3 separate regions of the Sus scrofa genome follow, and regions 1 and 2 are each linked to region 3. The links are chromatin contacts, called in public HiChIP or PLAC-seq maps. All regions are on one chromosome and are shown on one strand. Each heading gives the region's core, a stretch centred on a gene start, on an enhancer-like site or on the middle of the called end of the contact. The rest is flanking DNA. Distances are from core to core; before and after follow the strand shown. Region 1 overlaps LOC110261178 (a long non-coding RNA gene). Region 2 has its middle 9.0 kb from the start of CETN1. Region 3 overlaps COLEC12 (collectin-12).

Evidence for each region. HiChIP or PLAC-seq counts read pairs in DNA pulled down with a chosen protein or histone mark.
Region 1: a contact with region 3 is called in an H3K27ac HiChIP or PLAC-seq map of alveolar macrophages. The contact joins two enhancer-like sites. A contact is called at or near these places in 2 of 2 datasets of contacts at active chromatin or transcription factors (alveolar macrophages and skeletal muscle).
Region 2: an H3K27ac HiChIP or PLAC-seq map of alveolar macrophages shows a contact between it and region 3. The contact joins two enhancer-like sites. A contact is called at or near these places in 1 of 47 Hi-C or Micro-C datasets (embryonic fibroblasts) and 1 of 2 datasets of contacts at active chromatin or transcription factors (alveolar macrophages).

Annotation. Positions count from the first base shown.
Region 1 is chr6:106,017,077-106,021,433 of Sscrofa11.1, reverse strand. The region is part of intron 1 of LOC110261178 (a long non-coding RNA gene); the gene reads left to right. Among named protein-coding and RNA genes, the nearest start is that of THOC1, 20 kb to the left of the region's middle. Within about 2 kb of position 1,558, at least 7 of the 83 cell types and tissues checked have an H3K27ac peak or open chromatin away from gene starts, as enhancers often do. A contact at or near this core is called in alveolar macrophages, where this site is marked.
Region 2 is chr6:105,731,020-105,735,407 of Sscrofa11.1, reverse strand. No RefSeq gene overlaps it. Among named protein-coding and RNA genes, the nearest start is that of CETN1, 9.0 kb to the left of the region's middle. Within about 2 kb of position 2,202, at least 1 of the 83 cell types and tissues checked has an H3K27ac peak or open chromatin away from gene starts, as enhancers often do. A contact at or near this core is called in alveolar macrophages, where this site is marked.
Region 3 is chr6:105,875,724-105,880,277 of Sscrofa11.1, reverse strand. All of the region lies in intron 2 of COLEC12 (collectin-12), which reads right to left. Among named protein-coding and RNA genes, the nearest start is that of COLEC12, 70 kb to the right of the region's middle. Within about 2 kb of position 1,962, at least 5 of the 83 cell types and tissues checked have an H3K27ac peak or open chromatin away from gene starts, as enhancers often do. A contact at or near this core is called in alveolar macrophages, where this site is marked.

The DNA.
Region 1 (4,357 bases), core at 309-2,808, 140 kb before region 3:
TCCACTCGAGACACGTCATATTAAATTTCAGGTGACAGTATTCTAAAAGCTAGTTGCTATATGCACAAGTAAAAGTTATGGTTAAAAGTTACACTCTGGGAGAAAGCAAGGCATAGTGGATAGGAATGAGGAATCTGGATTCAAATTCAAGCTTGCCACTCTCCAGCTATGTGACTTTCAATGTGTCTCTCCGTGCCCGTTTTCTCATCTTTAAAAGTACACAAAACTTCAAGGACTAAATAAGATAACATGTATAAATAATTTAGGAATGCACACATTACTAGCTCTTAGTAAGTTAATAATTATTACTACTGTGATCTCAGTAGTTACTCAAACACTCCGTTTTACTAATGTTTACTTACCACTAACATGTAATGCACAGCAGAAGGCATTCATGCAGAAATGAATAAAGCATTCATTTTTTTCTAAGCAGCTGGTTGGACATTGACCAAGAAATCCATTTCTTCTTTTTCTTTGGGCATTCAGCTAGACTACATTTCTTTGCACCCTTGCGGCGAAGTTCTAGGCAATGATTTGTGATGTCGTTCTCAAGCTAGGGTTTTTAAGAGGCAGGGTGTTATTTTCATTTGTTCATTGTTTGTTTTTGGCCACACCTGCCACGTGCTGACATTCCTTGGCCAGCGATCAAACCTGCATCATAGCTATAACCAGAACCACAGCAGTGACAAGGCTGAATCCTTAACCTGCTGAACCATGAGGGAACTCCCAAGAGGCAGAGGTTTTTTTGCCTTTTTTTTTTTTTTTTTTTAAGGGCTACACCCTCAGCATATGGAAGTTCCCAGGCTAGGGATTGAATTGGAGCTATGGCTGCCAGCCTACACCTCAGCCACAGCAACACCAAATCAGAGCCAAGTGCTTGACTTACACCACAGCTCCCGGCAACACCGGATCCTTAACCCTTTGAGCGAGGCCAGGGATCAAACTCACATCCTCATGGATACTAGTTGGGTTCGTTAACCGCTTAAGCCATGAAGGGAACTCCAAGAGGCAGAATTTTAAGAGGCAGTGTTTTATTGTTTTATTTTTTTATTATTTATTTATTTTTTTTGTCTTTTTACCTTTTTCTAGGGCCACACCCTCAGCATGTGGAAGTTCCCAGGCTAGGGGTCTAAGCTGCCGGCCTCCATCACAGCCACAGCAAATCAGGATAGGTCTGTGACCTACCCACAGCTCATGGCAACGCCTGATCCTCAACCCACTGAGCAAGGCCAGGGATCAAACCTGCAACCTCGTGGTTCCTAGTTGGATTCGTTAACCACTGAGCCACGACAGAAACTCCAAGAGGCAGGGTTTGAAAAACATTTTTTTAAAAATTATAGTTGATTGATAAAGTTCTGTCAATTTCTGCTGTACAGCAAAGTGACCCAGTTGTAGGGGTGTGTGTGTGTGTGTGTGTATGTATGTACACACACATTCTTTTTCTGGGAGGCAGGGTTCTTAAGTGCCCTTTTCATACTTGTTCCCCTTTTAGTGTCTTGAGCAGAAGATGACAAAGCCCTAGGAAATGACACAGTCAAAAAATGGATGGAGCCTGGGTTCCTGAATGGCCACGTAAGAGAGAGCTGCCAAACAGTATCTCCCTCACACTGAATTGTGGGAAGGAAATTTCTGTGGTCTTTGAGCCATTTATACTTTTTTGAGGGGCTGTTTGTTATAGCAGCTAGTGTTATCCAAATTAATATCCTCTTCTCTTCATTCTAACTGAGATGGAATGCATGGAAAAGATAAATACTTGCAATCAAATATGTTGTCTAGTTGGATTCAGATTTTTGGGAGACTAGAAAAATGGGATCCTTTTACATCTTGTTTGTTCACTGAAGCCAGACCCCTCCCTGATCCTTCTGGTCTCCCCATTGTATTTCACCCTGGGCAGTGTTTCTCTCCACCTTTTCCTCCATGTTTTCTTTGTTATTAGAGATTCCAGGCAGCAGTGTCCTCACTCAATCATGAATGGCTTCTGCTAGCAGTGCCGGCCCCTTTCGATATCTGGGTCATGCTTTGTGTGTCTTTCTGCATTACTGTGAGAAGGAGCTCTTCCTGACTCTTTGGTTCCTTTCCAAATGATCAGTTGGCAATTTGTACAATAAAAGGTTGGTCTTCCAACAGTCCATAAATAATGTGACTCACTCATCAAAGGAATTTCATAGTACACAAGGCACTTAACCAGTTTCATTTAATGCAAGGTTTTATTGTTATTTTTGGAAAATAATTATTTTTATTTTTGTTTTCTTTTTTTTAGAGTGGAGTTGATTTACAGTGTTGTGTCAGTTTCTGCTGTACAGCATAGTGATCCAGTCATACATACATATATATATATATGCATTCTTTTTCTCATGTTATCTTCCATCACGGTCTGTCCCAGTAGACTGGTTATAGTTTCCTGTACTATACAGCAAGACTTCATTGCTCATCCATTCTAAATGTAATAGTTTGCATCTACCAACCCCAAACCCGGAGTCCATCCCACTTCCTCCCCCCACTTCCCCTCCAGCAACCACAAGTCTGTTCTCTATGTCTGAGAGTCTGTTTCTATTTTGTAGATAGGATCATTTGTGTCATATTTTAGATTCCACATATAAGTGATATCATGTGGTATTTGTCTTTCTCTTTCTTTTTTCTTTTCTTTTCTTTTTTGTTTTGTCTTGTCTTTTTGCCATTTTCTTGGGCCACTCTTGCGGCATATGGAGGTTCCCAGGCTAGGGGTCTAATCGGAGCTGTAGCCCCCGGCCTGTGCCAGAGCCACAGCAACGCCAGATCCAAGCTGTGTCTGCGACCTACACCGCAGCTCATGGTAACACTGGATCGTTAATCCACTGAGCAGGGCCAGGGATCAAACCGAAACCTCATGGTTCCTAGTCGGATTTGTTAACCACTGCGCCACAACGGGAACTCCTGTCTTTCTCTTTCTTACTTCACTTAGTATGAGAGTCTTAGTTCCATCCATGTTGCTGCAAATCAGATTAATTTGTTCTTTTTTATGGGTGAGTTGTATTGCATTGCGTATATGTACCACATCTTAATCCATTTGTCTGTCAATGGACATTTAGGTTGTTTCCATGTCTTGGCTATTGTGAATTAGTACTGCAATGAACATAGGGATGCATGTATCTTTTTGAATGAAAGTTTTGTCTGGATATATGCTCAGGGGTGGGATCGCTGGATCATATGGTAGTTCTATATTTAGTTTTCTGAGGAACCTCCATATTGTTTTCCATAGTGGTTGTACCAATTTACATTTTCACTAACAGAGAAGGAAGGTACCCTTTTCTCCATACCCTCTCTGGCATTTGTTTTTTGAGACTTGTTAATGCAGAAAACACTCAAAAATTCCAGGTTAACTGTATATCTACTTCTTGAGACAAAATACCTTACTTTCAATCTTTCTAGAATGAAAGGCCTACACCTTCACTAAGCGGCAAAGCCAGGTAGTAGTTCCCATAACATTTTTTTCTTTTTCTTTTTTTTTTTTCGCTGCCACGTGTCTTATGGAGGCCGGGGATCAGATCCCAGCCACAGCTGTGGCCCGCCCTGCAGCTGCGGCAATGTCAGACCCTTTAATCCTGTGTGCCAGACCGGGGATCAAACCTGCATCCTTGGGCTCTGGAGATGGTGCTAATCCTGTTGCACCACAGTTGCAACTCCCCTACAGGATTTTATCACCATCCTCCAACCTAACTTATGGATTTGACAGAGACACTTCTTAGGATACAAACAAACACACATTTAACAAATCTATATCTGGGCCCTAGACTGGCCTATCCAGAGTGGGCTCAAGCAAAGATGGATTCTGAGGGTGCTGCTCTGATTCTGGGCAGCACAGGAAGACCTGGCTTGGGTCAGTTCCAGTTCGGCCTTGCTCCAGGCTCTGTCTGGAGGCCTCCCTAATGGCAAGTGTGGGTGCTGTCTGGTTCTCTCCCTTCTCCAGGGCACTGCCAACCTGCAGCCTTGGCTTGGAAAGTATAATAACACAACTAAAAACAAATCACAGGCACATTTTTACCTGGAGTTGCCAACTGTCCTGGGTTGACTGTTCTCATCCAATAAGCAAGCCTGAATCTAGAGAAAAATAAGCACTTCAAAAACATTTGGGAGTTTTTTTCTCTCTCTCTTTCGCTCTTAAACTTCCCAAACCTGAAACCAGAGAGGGCAGTACTTCTTAGGTTGCTGCAGATAGATTCAAGTGCCTACCCTGATAACATTTGCTATTAGAACTTCATTTTACATTTTAAAATAATATTCCAACTCTGAAAAAAAAGTCATTCTTTTGGCACGTTTTCGAGAAATAAATGCTTACCATGTGAGATTTTAGAAAAAAGGGAAATTAGTCACTCAATAC
Region 2 (4,388 bases), core at 953-3,452, 150 kb after region 3:
TTCCAGTGTCCTGAGCAATCAGCAACTTGATTGTCACTGCTGTCAGAGTCCACATACATTCTAAATCCAAGCTGCTTTTCTGGTCATGCAAATTAGATTCTGCTCTATCAGGAGGCTTGCCCATTGGGAGGTTTTGCTCTCTGATTGCTTACCTTTGAGTGTAATGCATCCATAGTCCATTGTGCCAAGCTGACTTATCCTGAACCAAGTTCAGCATTTTTACTCCTCCAGCAGCTGGTCATAAGGGGCCCCCTGCCCCCGTGTGGTCATAGGTATGAGCTGAGGGAGCAGGTCTGGTACCATCTGATGGATAACAGATTACCCATCAAGCAGCTGACTTGTGCCCTCTAGGCTTGCTTGTGCATGATGCCAGACGACTCCTTTTTCTAGTTTACCAAGGTGGCAGATTATCAGTTTTAGGTCTTTCTTCTTTTCTAACATATGCATTCAGTGCTACTAATTTCCCTCCACTTTTCACTGTGTCCTTCTGCATTCTTATTTTCATTCCAAATATGTTTTAATTTCTCTTGACACTTCTTTGACCCATGCAATATTATTATTTAATCTCAAACAGTTTGTAATTTTCCTGCTATTTTTCTATCTTTTCTAATCAATTCTCCATGGTCCGAGAGCATCTGTTTTTGAGATCTGCTTTTTTCAATGCGTCAAGGTGTGTTTTATGCTCCATGGTATGGTCCATCTTGGTGAAAGATTGGTGTGAGTTTGAGTAGAATGTGTAATCTGCTCTTCTCAGATAAGCTTGTCTACAGATGTCAGTTATAACCAGCAGATTGATGGTGATTTTTTTCTTTCTTTTTAGGGCCACATTTGTGGCATATGGAGATTCCCAGGCTAGGGGTCAAATCGGAGCTACAACTGCCAGCCTATGCCACAGCCACAGCCACCCCAGATCGGAACCATGTCTGCGAACTACCCCACAGCTCACAGCAATGCCAGATCTTTAACCCACTGAGCAAGGCCAGGGATCGAACCCTCAACCTTGTGGTTACGAGTCAGATTGGTTTCCTCTTTGCCACAATGGGAACTCCTTGATGGTGATTTTGAGTTCAACTCTGTCCTCGGTGAGCTTCTCCTCCTGGATGTGTCCGTTTCTGATACAGGCGTGTTAATGTCTCCAATTATAACAATGAATTCACTTATTTCTCCATACAGATTTATCAGTTTTTTGCCTTGTATTTTGGATGCTCTGTTTTTAGGCGCATACATGTTAAGAATTTTTATGTCTTCTTGGAGAATTGATATTTTTACTCATTAGTTAATGCCCCTCTTTGTCCCAGATAATTTTTGTTGCTCTGAAGTCTGCCTTGCCTAAAATTAATATTATTACTTCAGCTTTTTTTTGGATTAGTAGAAGTACATGGAATATCTTTACTTCTTAGCCTACCTATGTCTTTAAAGTATGTTTCTTATAAATAGCATATAGTTGGGTATTGCTTTTTCATCCACCCTGTCAGTTTCTTTTAAAAGGCATTCAGGGAGTTTCTGTTGTGGCACAGCAGAAATGAATCCCACTAGGAACCATGAGGTTGCAGGTTTGATCCCTGGCCTCTCTCAATGGGTTAAAGATCTGGCATTGCCGTGAGCTCTGGTGTGTGTTGCAGACTCGGCTTAGATCTGATGTTGCTATGACTGTGGCATAGGCTGACAGCTGTAGCTCCGATTTGACCCCTAGCCTAGGAACCTCCATATGCTGCAGGTACAGCCCTACAAAGCAAAAAATAAAATAAAATAGAAGGTTTTCTATCAATTGGGAAAAAGAAAAATATTTTTTTTTCTTTTTAGGGCTACACCTGAGGCATATGGAAATTCCCAGGCTGGGGTCAAGTAAGAACTACAGCTGCTGGCCCATGCCATAGCTTGTGGCAATGTGGGCTCTGAGCCGTGTCTTCTTCCTATACCACAGCTCACAGCAATGCCAGATCCTTAACCCACTGAGCGAGGCCAGGGATTGAACCCCCATCCTCATGAATACTCAGTTGGTAACCCACTGGGCCACAATGGGAACTCCCAAAATAAAATATTTTATTTTACCCTCATTTATTCCTCTCTAATGTGCTTCTGGTCTCTTTTCTATGAGTGTCTGTTCATTTTTAATGTATAATTGACCTATAACACTATGTTAGTTCCTGGAGCACAACACAGTGACTCAAATTTCTATTACAAAACGATTGCCACAGTAAATCTAGTCACTGTCACCACACAAAAATATTACGTTACTAGTGACTATATTTCCTACTCTATATGTTACATCCCTGTGAGTCATTTATTTTGCAACTGGAAGTTTGTACCTCTGTTCCCCTCACCTCTTCTACCCACCTCACCCCCCCCCATCCCCTCTGGCAACCACCTGTTGTCTGTACCTATGATTCTGTTTCTGTTTTGTCATGTGAGTTCATTTATTTTGTATTTTAGATTCCACGTAGAAGTGAAATCACATGTTTCTAATGTTCTTCTTTATGTAGCTCTGAGTCTCTGACTTAAATCATTTTCTTTCTCTCTTGAAGAATTTCTTTCTTACATAGCAGGTCACCTGGTGATAGCTTTACTAATTCCCTCAATTTTTGCCTCTCTGAAAAAGTCTTTATTTCTCCTTCACTTTTGAAAGATAATTTCACTGAACCCAGAATTCTAAGGTAGAGTTTTTTACTTTTAGCACTTTAAATGTTTCACTCCACTTTCTTCTTGCTTGCATGGTTTCTGAAGAGAAGTCAGTGTAATTCTTATCCTTGTTTTCCTACAAGTAAGGTGTTTCCCCTACCCCACCTCTGGCCTCTTTGGGGAAGTTCTCTTTGTCTTTGATTTTCTGCAGTTTTTTAAAAATTTGTTAATGAAAGGCTTTAATTGTAATATCATTGGCATGTGCCATTTTTTACAGTTTCATAACTTAAGTTTAACTAAATACTAAGAAATACTTGGAAAATTTAAAATTAAATAGCAAGCATTTAAAATACCATGGTGGGGAGGTCCCATCCTGGCTCAGCAGAAACGAATCTGACTAGTATCCATTAAGACACAGGTTTGATACTTGGCCTCACTCAGTGGGTTAAGGATCTGGCATTGCCATGAGCTGTGGTGTAGGCTGCAGACACGGCTCAGATCCCTTATTGCTGTGGTGGAGGCCGGCGGCTACAGCTCCAATTGGACCCCTAGCCTGGGAACTTCCATATGCCGCGGGTGTGGCCCTAAAAAGACAAAAAGACAAATAAAATTAAATATAATAAAATAAAATACATGGTGTTCAGCTAATGTGTATATTTAAAAGTATAAAGGAGAATCATAAAAACAATCAAAAAAATGGAGGTTGGGGGTGGTTAGTCATGCCTGCAACATGTGGGAATTCCCAGGCCAGGGATCAAACCCCCTGCTATAGCAGTGACCTCAGTCACAGCAGTGACATTTCCAGGTCCTTAACCTGCTGTGCCACAGGAGGACTCCAAAAAGATATTTTTAAAAGGGTCTGCAAATGCACCCTATTTTATTATTTATGGTAACACAGTGTGGTGTTGTATTTATTTATTTAAGTATATTTACCTACAACGCTGTGTTTGGCCCATGTGCACAACATAGTGATTCAATAGTTCTATATGTTGCAAAAGGATCACCACGTCTACAGTTTGATAATTACATGGAGATTTTTGGTGTTGTCTGAGATTCCTGGACCTATGGTTTGTATCTGTCGTTAATTTTGGAAAATTCTCAGTCATTATTATTTTCAAGACTTCCTCTTTTCCTTTGTCTCCCTCTCTTCTTCTAGTATTCCCTTGTGTTACTCCTTTTGTAATTGTCCTACAGTTCTTATACATTCTGTTCTGTCTTTTTCATTCTTTCTTTTCTTCAGGTTTCAGTTCTAGAAATTTCTATTGCCGTGTCTTCCAGCTCATTGATTCTTTCCTTGGCTAAGTCCAGTCTACTAATGAGCCCCCCAAAAAGATATTCTTCATTTCTATTTCAGTCTTTTTGATTTCTAGCATTTCCTTTTGACTCTTTTCGGAGAGAATTTCCATCTCTCTGCTTACATACACATCTGTTCTTTCATAATGTCCACTTTTTTGATTGGTGTCCTTAGCATATCTATTATTTAAATGATGATTAGATTCTGTTGGTTGTTAGTGATGTTGAATTTTCCTAAAACCCTGGTGATTTTCTGTCCAGTTATTCTATCAACTTGTTGGAGAGAGGGACATTAAAGCCTCCACTCATAATTCTATTAGTCTTTGCCTCACATATTTTGCAGCTCTGCTGTTTGGTGCTAAGACATTGATGTGACGTCTCTGTGAATTGACACTTTTACTATTATGTAACATTTCTCTCAGTCTCTGGTAATTGTGTGAGCTCTGAAGTCTATGTTATAGTGCTTCTGTTTCCTT
Region 3 (4,554 bases), core at 713-3,212:
TCGGCCTGAAGAATTTCCTGGAACTTTGCATTCTTGTTTCTGATAACACACAACAGAAATTTGGACTGAAATCTAGACTCTTCATCTCCTACTCATAGCAAATGTCCTCAAAAGACTGTGACTGTGTTTCTGGCAGTCAGATATTCTTAATAACTGTTCACCTTTCCCCTTTGGCCTTCCATGTGTCTGTGTTGTCTCTGGAGAGAATTTAAGTCAGAATCCGTGACTAATGTTCATAGTATGTCAGCCAGACTATTCCTCCAGTTAGCCATCAACTCTCTGTCATAACATTGCTCTTGGTCACGTTATTCGACTGCATGAAAGAGCCCTACTTCGTGATTGAAATTCTGCTCTAATAAGCCCTGCACTGTCAGGGGACTAGTTCTAGAAAGGGGTCTTTCTCATGTAGACATCCATTTATTCTGCAGGTAATAAAGGAAGAAAGAAAGGGTGGCTTTCAGGAATTTAGGTCTGGGGTCCTACACTGTAAATGCAGTTTGGGTCTAGACATCACAAAGATCTCTTCTGTGTTCAACAGGGATTCTCAGGCCTTTCATTTCAGCCAACCTGGGAGTCACCTGAACCAAAAGTCACAACCAGAGGCAGGTATCAGAGCAGGCATGTTGTTTTCCTCTAAACGGCTGTGGGAGAGTTTTTGTTTTTTGGTTTTTTGTTTTTTTGGTTTTTTTTTGTTGTTGTTGTTGTTTTTGCCTTTTCTAGGGCTGCTCCTGTGGCATATGGAGGTTCCCAGGCTAGGAGTCTAATCGGAGCTGTAGCTGCTGGCCTACGCCAGAGCCACAGCAATGCAGGACCCAAGCCGCGTCTGCAACCTACACCACAGCTCACAGCAATGCCGGATCCTTAACCCACTAAGCGAGGCCAGGGATCGAACCCGCAACCTCATGGTTCCCAGTCAGATTCGTTAACCACTGAGCTATGACGGGAACTCCTGTGGGAGTGTTTTGTATTATTCTGTGATGATCTTACGTGTGCTCACTTTTCCCCCTCAACCAGACTGCAAGGTTCTTGAGGCCAAGGACCATGTTTCTTTCTCTCTCTCTCTCTCTTTTTTTTTTTTTTTTTTTTTTTTTTGGCTTCCCTGCAGCATATGGAGTTCCTGGGCCAGGGATTAGACTCCACTGTGCCAGGCCAGGTTTCGAACCTGAGCCCCAATGTTCCCAAGAAGCCACCGATCCCACTGCACCACAGCAGGAACTCCTCATATTTTATTTGTATTCCCTTACATGGCTGATAGAGTCACCGATGTTGAAATATCTAGCACATGTTTAGTAACTATCTACAAATAATTGATTTTGCCCTAGAAAGATCAGTAGCACAATACATGTGGTCTTCAGATGATTTCTAGCTCATAACCTTAAATAACCACACATGTATATGACCCAGGAGCTTCTAAGATGAGATGCAATTCCATGAGGAGAATAAAAGCAGAGGTGAGAGAGAGAGAGGCAGTGGAGGAGGGAGAAAATAGTCACTGAGGAGGAATCACAGGGTATAGCTTCCTGTCTCGACCCAAACCAGGCCCTTTCTTACCAGGACTGTTTATTTTCAGAGAACAGCTCCATTAAATATTGATGATAGGACCGTGAAAGGCCTAGAATTAAATTCCAATCCTGTTCTAATTTTATGGGCTACGCAACATAAAGACCGAGGGGGAACATCTGGGCCACTGGGCCACGGTGCACATGTTCACAGCTGGAAGACATCAGAGATGATCCAAGCTAAATTAGCTTCGGGGTGGCCACCTGTGCAACATTTTTGTTTCTCTGAAATTCCTTCCCCTGCCCATGTTGACCTGTCCCATGACTCTCCACTTAAACTAGACTTTCTTTTTTTCTCTCTTAAGTCCATTTCCGTAGTCTCTTTCCTCTCAGACGCTCAAGCTGGTCTTCACCACGCTGGTGGTATGAGCGCACACACAGAATAGAGAACTTGCAATCGTCTGCTGAGCTGATAGCTGGTTGAGTTATTTCTCTTTCGTATGTTCCTAAGTACAATTAGAAAGGACAGGAAATGACTCCGAGGCTAAAAGTTTTATTCTGACTGGGATAAGTGGCTTGAGTCAACCCAGATGGTGATACTGCATGTGACAGTATTTGAGTTAAAAAGTCTTTGGAGAAATAATAACCACGACAATAGTTTGCACTTACTGAGCCCTTGCCAAGTACTAGACACATTTCTAGGCTCTTCTGCATCTATTAATTTATTGAATGGACTGTTATGTCTCTGGCAACTAATGATATAGACAACGGAAAGTAGAATTTAAAGCTTTGGGCTGTCATCCCATAGCACACATATTTTTGAAGAAATGCACGTTGTAGAAATTTACAGTCTATATACCTACATTACATGTATATAGTTGATTATAACTCAGCTTTGAACTCTTGGATATATTTGGAGTTTAACTTTTTAAAAAATTATGAAAAGGGTAAGAATGATATATGTGCTAGATTATAAGGTAAAAGCTATGTTCTTAAATAAATGTAACAAAGGAAGTAATTTGGCCATGGAGATGCTATTGGATATAAAAAGGCAGACATGAGCGACTGCAGACGGTATAAAGTTGTAGTGCCCGCTCAGACCTCCTGCTAACACAACCCGGGCTAAGAGATGAATGAATCATTTACTTTCCCCAACTCTTTTCTTCTAAGCTGATCACTTGGCCTCAAATATAAAGTGGTACTATATCATGGAGTGGAAATTCATTTCCAAATTTTAATATACTCTATATTTCTGCCAACTATTTATTATTTTTAACTGTATTCAAATCTTAAGTGAATAGCTGTCATTTTACTGCCAATACTTTGAAAATTTATACGTCAAATTTAGCTGCACTTTATGGAAAAAGAAGGCACACAATGGACGATCAAAAGTTCTCATTCAATAAAGCCCCAACCACTTCACATTTTCAAACTTTCACTGGATCTGTCTGAATAGTCATGGAAGAAAGAAGACCTGAGTGAGGGGCCAAGGCCATGATCACGGGGAGACAGGTACACCTGGCAGGAAGGAATCATAAATAAAGGAAGCAGAAGTAATGATTTTGCATAGGAACTGGCTGCCGTTAACATGACTTGTCTCTCCTGGAAACTTTGTCAAGACTCAGCTCACACCCCTCTTCCTTCCTCTGACATTGTCCCTGCTCTGAGACATCACCTGCTTCCCAGCATTCTCTGTACACACTTCTTTAGTGGTTTCCATGTCTACCTTTTCCTCAGAACGATGAACAACATAAAAGATTTTTTGTTTTCTTCACATTCACCGTCCGTATACCTATGCCAGCCAAAAGGGTACATTATCTTCTGTCCTTAATATGCATTTGTTGGATAAATAGAAGAATGAATAAATGAACCAATGAATGGAAAGAGGTATCTAGGCTGCAAGGGAAAGAAAACCCAGAAAGGGGAAGAGAGAATCACACTAATAGTCACAATTCAAATATTCTAAACCTCATGGTCTCCAGAAGCATGGTCTTCCTTTTTCCATTTCCCTAATTTTATGTCTGTCTGTCTGTCTGCCTGCCTGCCTATCTAGCTAGCTAGCTAGCCAGCTATCTATCTATCTATCTATCTATCTATCTATCTATCTATCTATCTACCTAACAATCTTATTGAGATACATTTCACATACTGTCCATCTGGAGAACAGCACATGCAGTGGTAATTAGGAAACAGGACTAAAATCTTACATCTGCATAAAGTTTTCTTTTTGTTTTAATGGCTGCACCCAATAAAAGCTTTTTTTTTCTTTTTTTTTAATGGCTGCACCTGCAGCATATAGACCAGGGATTGAATCCAAGCCACTGCTGTGACATACGCTACAGCTGCAGCAGCACCGGATCCTTTAACCCAATGTGCCAGGCCAGGGATCAAACCTGTGCCTCCGCAGTGACCCCAGCCACTGCAGTTGGATTCTTAACCCACTGTGTCACAGTGGGAACTCCTACATAAAGTTTTATATAAAAGCATTTTCACGGAGTTCCCATTGTAGCACAGCGGAAACGAATCCTACCGGGAACCATGAGGTTGCGGGTTCAATCCTTGGCCTCGCTCAGTGGGTTAAGGATCTGGCATTGCCGTGAGCTGTGTTGTGGGTCGCAGATGCTGTTCGGATCTGGCATTGCTGTGGCTGTGGTGTAGGCCAGCCCTAGCCGGGAACCCTAGCCTGGGAACCTCCATATGCTGTGGGTGCAGCCCTTAAAAAAAAAAAAAAAAGCAAAAGCATTTTCATATATGTTAATGTATTGGAGTCTTTCAAAATGTCTTTGAGTTACATACTGTAGATTTTATCATCTCAATTGTACATATCAGATACCTGACTCACAATTATAGGTGATTCGGGGAAATGCTGGGTTAGACCACATTAATCAGGGTCCCTACAGCAGGGCTTCCCTTTAAAGGGCTCTGCATACTTGAAAATGCTATGCATACTGCACATCTCCACAGAAGGCTGTGCTAAGGAAGCTTTTCCTCCAATGACATGACCGAGGAATTTTGCCAGGGATCACCTTTGGGCACTATTTTATAAGAAAAAAAT